Regions from separate parts of the Sus scrofa genome. Here all the other regions are linked to region 3. A link is a contact called in public HiChIP or PLAC-seq data. All regions are on one chromosome and are shown on one strand. Each heading gives the region's core, a stretch centred on a gene start, on an enhancer-like site or on the middle of the called end of the contact. The rest is flanking DNA. Distances are from core to core; before and after follow the strand shown. Region 1 holds the start of JADE2 (protein Jade-2). Region 2 overlaps CDKL3 (cyclin-dependent kinase-like 3). Region 3 holds the start of UBE2B (ubiquitin conjugating enzyme E2 B).

Region 1 (2,700 bases), core at 48-2,547, 33 kb before region 3:
GGAGATGCCTGCCTATGGTTAACCAAGTGGGATGTCACTAAGCCTGGTGCTAGTTCTGCTGGCACACTCTACTCAAAAGACTGCCCGGTATTTCTATTCAGTATAGGTTGTCTGCCTGCTGGAGTCTCTGATGTCCCACCAGAAGCTGCAGAGCCAGCACACAACACACAGGAGCTCTACCCCTACGCCCCACTCACAATGTAGGCCCTAAACACACTGGAGCCCTGATCCTGGATTCTAGGCCCAGCTCTGCATTTCACCCTACATTTCATGGGGGATGATGGGAAGCCCGTCAGGTCAATAATTTCTCAAGGCTGATGGCGGCTCAAGTGGTTTCCCAGTTACTGTACTTGAATGGGATGGAAATTTACCTTTGATGAGGAAGAAGCTCTTCTGTCTCTCAGCGGGTTCACCTGACTGTAGAACAGAAAACAGAGTCAGGCCAGCTCACCTGCTCATCTCCTCTGGACACATCCATTTTGGCTCCTTTTGGAAACACCTGTTTAAAATCCTTCAGTGGCTCCCCATTCCTTTTAGGATCTAGATCACAAGCCCTTCCATGACCTGCCCTTACTGCTCTTTGCAGCTTCATCCCCTCCACTGTTCCCCCCACTCTAGGATTTGTCATAAAGATCTTGCCGTTCTCTTACCAGACTAAGCTTTCTTGAGGTGCCCTGCTCGTCTTAGTCTAGTTAATTCCTGCTCATCCCTCAGCTCTCCAGCAGTCATTTCCCTGACCCACGGGACTGGATCACATCTCTGGCTTATTCATGCTCCTAGCCCTCTGGGCCTCTCTTTACTAAAATTTGTCAACGTTGAAAAATTTCCCTTGAGCAATTAGTATCACTAACAATGTCTGTCTCCGCCAGCAGACGATAAAGTTCATTAGAACAACGCTCGGAGTTGGCTCTCATTGCATCCCCAGCACCTAGCAAAGGGTCTAGCAGGTATTCAGCTGGATGGGTGACTCACTCCAGGAAGGCAGGCCACACACTGGGTGGGGGTGTCGAGACCTCTGGGAATCAATCAGAAGCTAACACAGAGCATCTCTACGTAAACAAGTGCTCAGAACCGAGGACACTGGACTTTGGGCCGGAGCCCGGGGAACTCCCCGGGCAAGGACGCTGGACATCCCTGGCCGGCCTCCAGCTCCGAATGGGAGAGGGCCGCCCTTCCTCTGCGCTCGGCGGGAGCCTCCGTTTCCCTGCTGGTTGCCCGCGGGGCTGGCCGAGAACTGCCCCTGCGGCCTCCGGGGAGACCCACGCCCGGGACTGCGGGCCGCGGGAGTCTGCAGGGCCCGGCGGGGTTGGCCGCCGCGCCCAGCGAGGGCGCTCCAGGCCCGTCCTCCCGAGCAGTCGCGCGCCGCCGGGGCCCCTCTAGGCGCAGGGAGGTGGCGCGGTGCGTGTCGGGAAGGCGGCGGGGGAGGGCTGGCCCTCCGCGGCGCAGGGCGGCATGGTGGGTGGCGAGGCGGCCGCCGCCGTGGAGGAGCTGGTCTCGGGAGTGCGGCAGGCGACCGACTTCGCGGAGCAGTTTCGCTCCTACTCGGAGAGCGAGAAGCAATGGAAGGCTCGCATGGAATTCATCCTGCGCCACCTGCCCGACTACCGCGACCCGCCCGACGGCGGCGGCCGCCTGGACCAGCTGCTGTCCCTTTCCATGGTCTGGGCTAATCACCTCTTCCTGGGTTGCAGGTGCGGACCCCCACCGGCTAGCTGACCCCGTCCCGACCCCAGTCCTTCCCCAGGGCTGACGGTGCCCCCAGCCTCCAGTGGCACTAGCCAGGCCTCTGGCTGGTGTCCTACCCTAGCCCGCCCCTTGCAAAGCTACTTAACCTCGTTGAGCTTCAGTTTCACCTGGAAAATGAGTTGTGATGACTACAGTATTAAAAGATGAACAGCACCTCGCATAGGCTGTCATCTAGCAAGAGCTCAGTAACATGCTAGGCGTTCAAATTGCTGTTGGTGTTTGTATTATTACTTCAAACCATCACCTTTGCGGAGTGCACTTTAAGTTCATTCATTCCTTTCCTCCTGGCAAACGTGCAGGGACAATGGCTGAGACCCCCCCACACCCCCCCAATTTACATAAAAAGGTGAGAGAGGGGAAGAGACACACCTAGGGCTACCTGGCTTCTGGCAGGGTTGGTGGATTTTACCACTTATGGCAAGAGATAATATTTGGCCTTTGGTTTTTCCTCATTCCCTGGTCTGCTGGACCCCATAGCAAGAGCCAGCCTTTGTGTCTCTGCCTTTCCTTTTATGAAAATAACAAATGCCTTCAAGGGTCTGGTTTTGAAATGCCTGAAATGGCACTCCCTTTGCCACTCCATGCAAAAGGTGGCAAATCTTGGGCCTCCCACATCCTTTTAGCGTTTCCTGATATTGTGTTAGGGTAAGATGACTTGGCTTAGTCCTGGTTTCCTTGCTCCTTATGGCTGCCTCGTGTCGTGGCCCCTCCAGCCCTAAGCCACTTGGTTTTGCTTTCAGACTTGGGCAGTTATTAGAATGGGATTTGGGGAAGCAATGCCACGTGCATCCCTCCCTTTCCTCCGCTTTCCAGGTGTCTCTAGGAAATTCTGGTTAATGGGAGATTAGGCAAATGTCAGAAAACTCGACAAATAGACAAATAATGTTGTTTTCATTTTCTTTTTGGCCCCCCCATGACGTATAAAATTCCCAGGTCAAGGCTCAGATCCAAGCC
Region 2 (2,700 bases), core at 47-2,546, 58 kb after region 3:
AGGTTTGATATCCTAAGCCAGTCCTAGCAGACTGGTGTGGGTTATAAGCTGTGAAGCTTAGTGGTCTCTCGAGGTGGCAAGGGGACATGTCTGTCTCAGTCCAAAGGTGCAACAGGCTATAGACAGCAAGTGGACAGTCTTTCTGGACTGAACCAAACCATGATCACAGTAACCACAGTTATAAACTAGCCTTGGTCAGAGAGCTCAGAAATTCATGAACCGTAGTGAAGAAATCCAGGTTCAGAACAGACAGAAGGGACCAAGCAGGCCAGCTGGAGTAACCCTCCAACATGGTTGTCACCGCAGATGTTAGCCATGAATGAGTGTGCTCTGCTCTGTTTTCACCTCTTTAACTTAGAGCCATTAGTGCTGAAAGACTGACCATTGCATTTCGGCGCTCATTGCTCCAACAGTAGACTATTGTGGAATAACTTACCATTATTGAAGCTAAAGCAGAAGCACTTCCGGGGAGTTCTAATAACTTCTTATTTGTTTTTGAATAATAGGTTAAGTGAAAGAGCAAAAAAGAGGCGTACTTCTTCACAATTTGTTGGACAAGTTATGTCTAATAGCAAGCATGAGAATACAGGTCCCTCTCAAGTAAGGCAAGAAGCTTATCATTAAAATATACTCTCAACATTATCCCCGACCCCACCCTCACTTCTTGTCCTTTTCTCTATCTATGGGGCTCTAACTTTTTAAAAATCTTTTGTTTCCTAACATTTTAAAATTTTTTCCTTTTTTTTTTTTTTTTTTTTTTTTTTTTTTTTGTCTTTTTGCCATTTCTTGGGCCGCTCTCGAGGCATATGGAGGTTCCCAGGCTAGGGGTCCAATCGGAACTGTAGCTGCCAGCCTACGCCAGAGCCACAACAATGCAGGATCCGAGCCGCGTCTGCAACCCACACCACAGCTCACGGCAACGCCGGATCGTCAACCCACTAAGCAAGGGCAGGGACCGAAGCCCCAACCTCATGGTTCCTAGTCGGATTCGTTAACCACTGCGCCACGACGGGAACTCCTAAAAAATTTTGCTATTAGTTTATTTTCCCTCTGAGGTAAAAAAAATACGTCAGCATTTCCTTAGTGATTTTTTTAAAGTATCTATTCCTTAGTGATTTCATAATTTTAATTAGTTTCTTATAACTTGCTTTGAATCTTTAATGTGTGATTTTGGGGGAAAAAGTTAAGGTTTTACCTTTAAAAGTCACAGGACTTTTGGAGTTCTCTTGTGGTACAGCAGGTTAAGGATCCAACATAGTCACTGCAGCAGCTTGGGTCACTGCTGTGACGCAGCTCCGGGATCTTCCACATGCTGTGGGTGTGGCCAAAAAAAAAAAAAAAGAGTCACAAGACTTTCTGGTTTTTTACTTCCCAAAAATGATTTTAATATCTTTATACATTAAAGAAATTGCCACTGAATCTTTGTTATACAGCAGAAATTATTACATTGTGAATCTATGCTTTCAATAACTTACCCCCCCCAAAAAAAAAGCAGTTGCCAAATAGATACCTCTTACTTCTCACTAGATAAAATAATCAATGTAGTGACTTCTCTGCCAGGATCCAGCATTGTCACTGCTATGGCTTGGGCTGCAGCCGTGATATGAGCATGATCCCTGGCCCAGGCACTTCCATATGCTGCAGGTGTGGCCAAAAAAAAAAGGAAAAAATAATCGATGTAGTCCATTTCCTTTTTTTTCACATAGGAAAATAGGTTAATTAAAAATCGAAACAGTGTTGGAGTTCCCATCGTGGCACAGCGGAAACGAATCCAACCAGGAACCATGAGGTTGTGGGTTCGATCCCTGGCCTCGCTCAGTGGGTTAAGGATCCAGCATTGCTATGGGCTGTGGTGTAGGTTGAAGATGCGGCTCAGATGCCGCATTGCTGTGGCTGTGGCTGTGGCGTAGGCCGGCAGCTATAGCTCTGATGAGACTCCCTAGCCTGGGAACCTCCACGTGCCGCTAGTGCAGCCCTAAAAAGAAAAAAAAAAAAAAAAATGAAAGTGTTATTTGCAATAATAAAGTCTTGAAAACAACACAAATCCATCCAAGAGCAAGTGACGGGTTATCTCCGTTAAGAATATATCCACACAGTGGGTACTACACATTGGGTTGTGAAAGTGTTCATTAACCTAGGAAAGTTTCTGTCACCTCTGGTTAAATGAGCAAAAACAGGTAACACAAAAGTTTTTCCAGAATGCTGGGCTCACAAGTAATTTTTCCCTTTGGGTTTTCCTAGTGTCCAGAGCACGTCGTTTTTGTTTTTTGTTTTTTTCTTTTTTTGACTGCACCTGCGGCATATGGAAATTCCCCGGGCCAGGGGTCAAATGGCAGCTGCAGCTCCAGGCCTACACCATAGCCACAGCAGCACCACATCTGAGCCACATCTGAGACCTACACTGTGGCTTGTGGCAATGCCTTAACTCACTGAGTGAGGCCAGAGATCGACCCCTCATCCTCTTGTCAGCTATGTCAGGTTCTTAACCTGCTGAGCCCCATTGGGAACTCCTCAGAGCATATCATTTTGTAGATAGAAACATAAGTTATTCATAAAATGAACTGAAGCCATTTGTCCAAAGTCAGAATGAATAGGATCAAAAATTAAAAAGCTGAAGGGCATTCCCTGATGGTTTAGTGATTAGAATTTAGCACTTTCACCACTGCAGCCTGGGTTCAATCCCTGGTCTGTTAACTGAGA
Region 3 (2,700 bases), core at 163-2,662:
GAGAGCACCTCCTTCTAGACTTTCATCTCAATAAAGAAATAAATGCTACATTTTATGTATACATAGCGACTGCCATGTAATATGATACTTGAAATTAGTTTCCCCCCAAATGGCTCTTTTTAGTCAACCTCAAGCAGAATACAGATGACCATGGATATGCTGCCTGAGAGCCGTCCACTAAAGATAAAGGCTAAATTACAAATACATTCAATGATAAACTGGCCAAAGCCCCAAACAATGGCTTCCAAGGGCCTCACCTAAGGGTTTACAATGGTTGAGAGGTTACTTCCTGAATGACTAAGTTTTTACACTAAATATTTTGTCTCGATCGGGGTGGGTCTCCCAGAAACCCACTTAAAAATGTGCAGAGGAGGGCAATGCTAAGTCTTCTCTTTTTCTCCCCCTACCTCCAGGTATTGAATTAAAGGCAACAAAACTGAAGTCACTTCCTCCTCACTCATGCCAACACCTCCTTACACAACCCTGTTTTACAAAAGGAGGCCCAGGGAGTATCAGGTTAGCGCCAGACTCAAGGAAGGCATTTTTCCAGACTTTGAGGCTATAGATAGGGCTTTATACACCAGGCCACAGAGCTGAGTTCCAGAAGGCACTGGCAGCCGCCGTTGCCAGCCCTGAGTCCCAGGTCTCTACGCCAGTTCTCAAGGTCTTTTCAGGCGAGCGGGGAAGAGTCGGGTTTCAGAGGACGGGATAACAACCTCCGGCCCTCGCGCATCAGATCCCACCCTCGCTGAAGAATGGCAGGGGGTGTGTGTGTCTGCGTGAGCGTGTGGCGGGGGTGGGGGGGTGGGGGGGCAAGGTGGTCGCCCCAACCCTGGCCCTCGGAGGAGACCGCAGGCTCATCCAACAAAGCCAACTAGTGCAGCTACCGGGGGAAAGGTTTCTCAAGCGCTCGCTTTTAGGGCAGTGAGGGGGCACCACAAAGTGCAGCAGTGGGTGATGAGGTTTGGACGCCAGGGTGAGGCATCAGGCAACTGGCCCAAGTGGACAACAAGGAATCCTAGGACAGCCAAAGCCATCTTCTTACTTCTTCCGGGGGGAGGGGAGTGGTGAGGGGATATCGAAATTTCTTACGTCGAAGGAGTGAACAAGCAAGGCTGACGGACTGCGAACAGGGGCTAGGACTGGGCTTCCGTCAATCCCGGAGGGCCCACAGCGGCCCTCTTAGGGTCATGAGGGGAAGGTGTCCCGGATCCCCGCCCTGCAACCCCGCAGCTTGGGGAGGAGCCGTCATCCGGTGAAGATGAAGGCCCTTACCGCTTGAAATCTCGCATAAGTCTCCTCCGGGCCGGGGTCGACATGCTCCCCAGCTGCCCCGCGGTCAGTCCGAAAGAAAAGAGTCCCGCACAGCCCCCCCACCCCCCGGCGCGGCGGCCGAATCACTGTGGGTCACCGCCGCCGCCGAGGCTGCACAAACAACCCTGCAATGACGTCTCCCTCCGCCGCCTCCAGATCCCTCCGCCCTCCGCCGGTACCATGAAGTGAGGGGTTGGGGAGAAAGGGGTGGGAGGTAGGAGAGCTCTTTATGGGAGCCCTTCAGTAGGGACCCTATCCATTTTGGTTTCCTTAACTAGTCGACCAGTTATTGTGCTCTGTGCTCCGACTGGAGATTGTAGATCAGGAGATACTGAAACCGAAACACCAACTCGTATCCCCCTCTTTCACTAGCTTAGGCTCGACCGGGTGGGGAGAGAGGGACGTATCCGGGACCAGAGATTTCAGGGAAAGGAGGTGGGATGACGCAAGATCACGTGACTACCGGCGGCGTTGTCAACAATCCACCCCTGAGGGGGAGGGGACGAAGTATCTAGAACCACGTGTCCCTATGACGTGATTAGAACGGGTCACGTGAGAGCGTCGCCGGGATCTGAGTTTTAGCCAGGTTTTTGAACCGGGTGGTTAAATTGACGGGGCTCAGGGTGGATATACACCTTTATTACTTATGTCTCTGGTTTCTCTCATTAACAGCAATCAATGATGTGTCGGAAGCACTAGTTTGTTGTGTTTCTTAACTCTCTAAAACAGAGCCCCAAATAATTTGGATATCCCCACTGGTTGATTCAATGGCTTATCAAATATGGTATGTGGGGGAAGAGTGAAGGGACCTCCTTTTTTCTCATTGTTGAATGCTCAGGCTCCTAGCAAGTAAAATCCCTTGAAATGCTTCCTTAGGACCACCAAAATAGTCTGCATATACACTGCAGTGGGTTTCCAGGATTGGAAATTCTGGGCAGAGATAAAAGAACGGGTGTACAGGGTTTCCCGGGTGGTGGAGTGGTTAAGGACTCAGCACTCTCATTGCTGTGGCTCCGGACCTTGGCGTGCCGCAGGGGTGGTCAAAAAAAAAAAAATAGTGTACAGATTGTCTAATGTTGGTTTATAATCACTGTGGAATTACAGAATTTTGTTTTCCTTTATGGGTGTGCTCTCATGTGAGGATTTGTGTCACAGTCCATGGATTTAGCTAACATGGAGTATGGTTTTATTTGTCAAGAAATGTAGGGATTTGATCTCAAGAGTTTATCCATTTGTAGTTGGTGTCAAAGAAATCTAAAAGTATGATCAGATCTGGGGGATACTGCAGACATGGATGGGAGATTGTATCTAGAGACTGGGTAACTTATTTCACGTTTTTTTAGTGTAGCAAGTACGTGGCCTGAAACGTCCTCCACTATGGGACTC

Evidence for each region. HiChIP or PLAC-seq counts read pairs in DNA pulled down with a chosen protein or histone mark.
Region 1: a contact with region 3 is called in an H3K27ac HiChIP or PLAC-seq map of skeletal muscle. The contact joins the promoter of JADE2 here to the promoter of UBE2B in region 3. A contact is called at or near these places in 1 of 5 promoter capture datasets (liver), 6 of 47 Hi-C or Micro-C datasets (embryonic fibroblasts, epiblast stem cells, heart right ventricle and 1 more) and 2 of 2 datasets of contacts at active chromatin or transcription factors (alveolar macrophages and skeletal muscle).
Region 2: a contact with region 3 is called in an H3K27ac HiChIP or PLAC-seq map of alveolar macrophages. The contact joins the enhancer-like site here to the promoter of UBE2B in region 3. A contact is called at or near these places in 6 of 47 Hi-C or Micro-C datasets (blood, embryonic fibroblasts, epiblast stem cells and 2 more) and 1 of 2 datasets of contacts at active chromatin or transcription factors (alveolar macrophages).

The regions. Positions count from the first base shown.
Region 1 is chr2:136,684,653-136,687,352 of Sscrofa11.1, reverse strand. It overlaps JADE2 (protein Jade-2), which reads right to left and starts at 1,297. Exons shown (of 19, transcript XM_021084773.1): 1 at 973-1,297; 2 at 372-417. It overlaps CDKN2AIPNL (CDKN2A interacting protein N-terminal like), which reads left to right and starts at 1,452. Exons shown (of 3, transcript NM_001244537.1): 1 at 1,452-1,691. The coding sequence starts at 1,453.
Region 2 is chr2:136,592,972-136,595,671 of Sscrofa11.1, reverse strand. CDKL3 (cyclin-dependent kinase-like 3) reads left to right here. Exons shown (of 13, transcript XM_021084762.1): 10 at 507-600. Among named protein-coding and RNA genes, the nearest start is that of CDKL3, 54 kb to the left of the region's middle. Within about 2 kb of position 1,296, at least 3 of the 83 cell types and tissues checked have an H3K27ac peak or open chromatin away from gene starts, as enhancers often do. A contact at or near this core is called in alveolar macrophages, where this site is marked.
Region 3 is chr2:136,651,527-136,654,226 of Sscrofa11.1, reverse strand. It overlaps UBE2B (ubiquitin conjugating enzyme E2 B), which reads right to left and starts at 1,412. Exons shown (of 6, transcript NM_001257356.1): 1 at 1,276-1,412. The coding sequence starts at 1,319.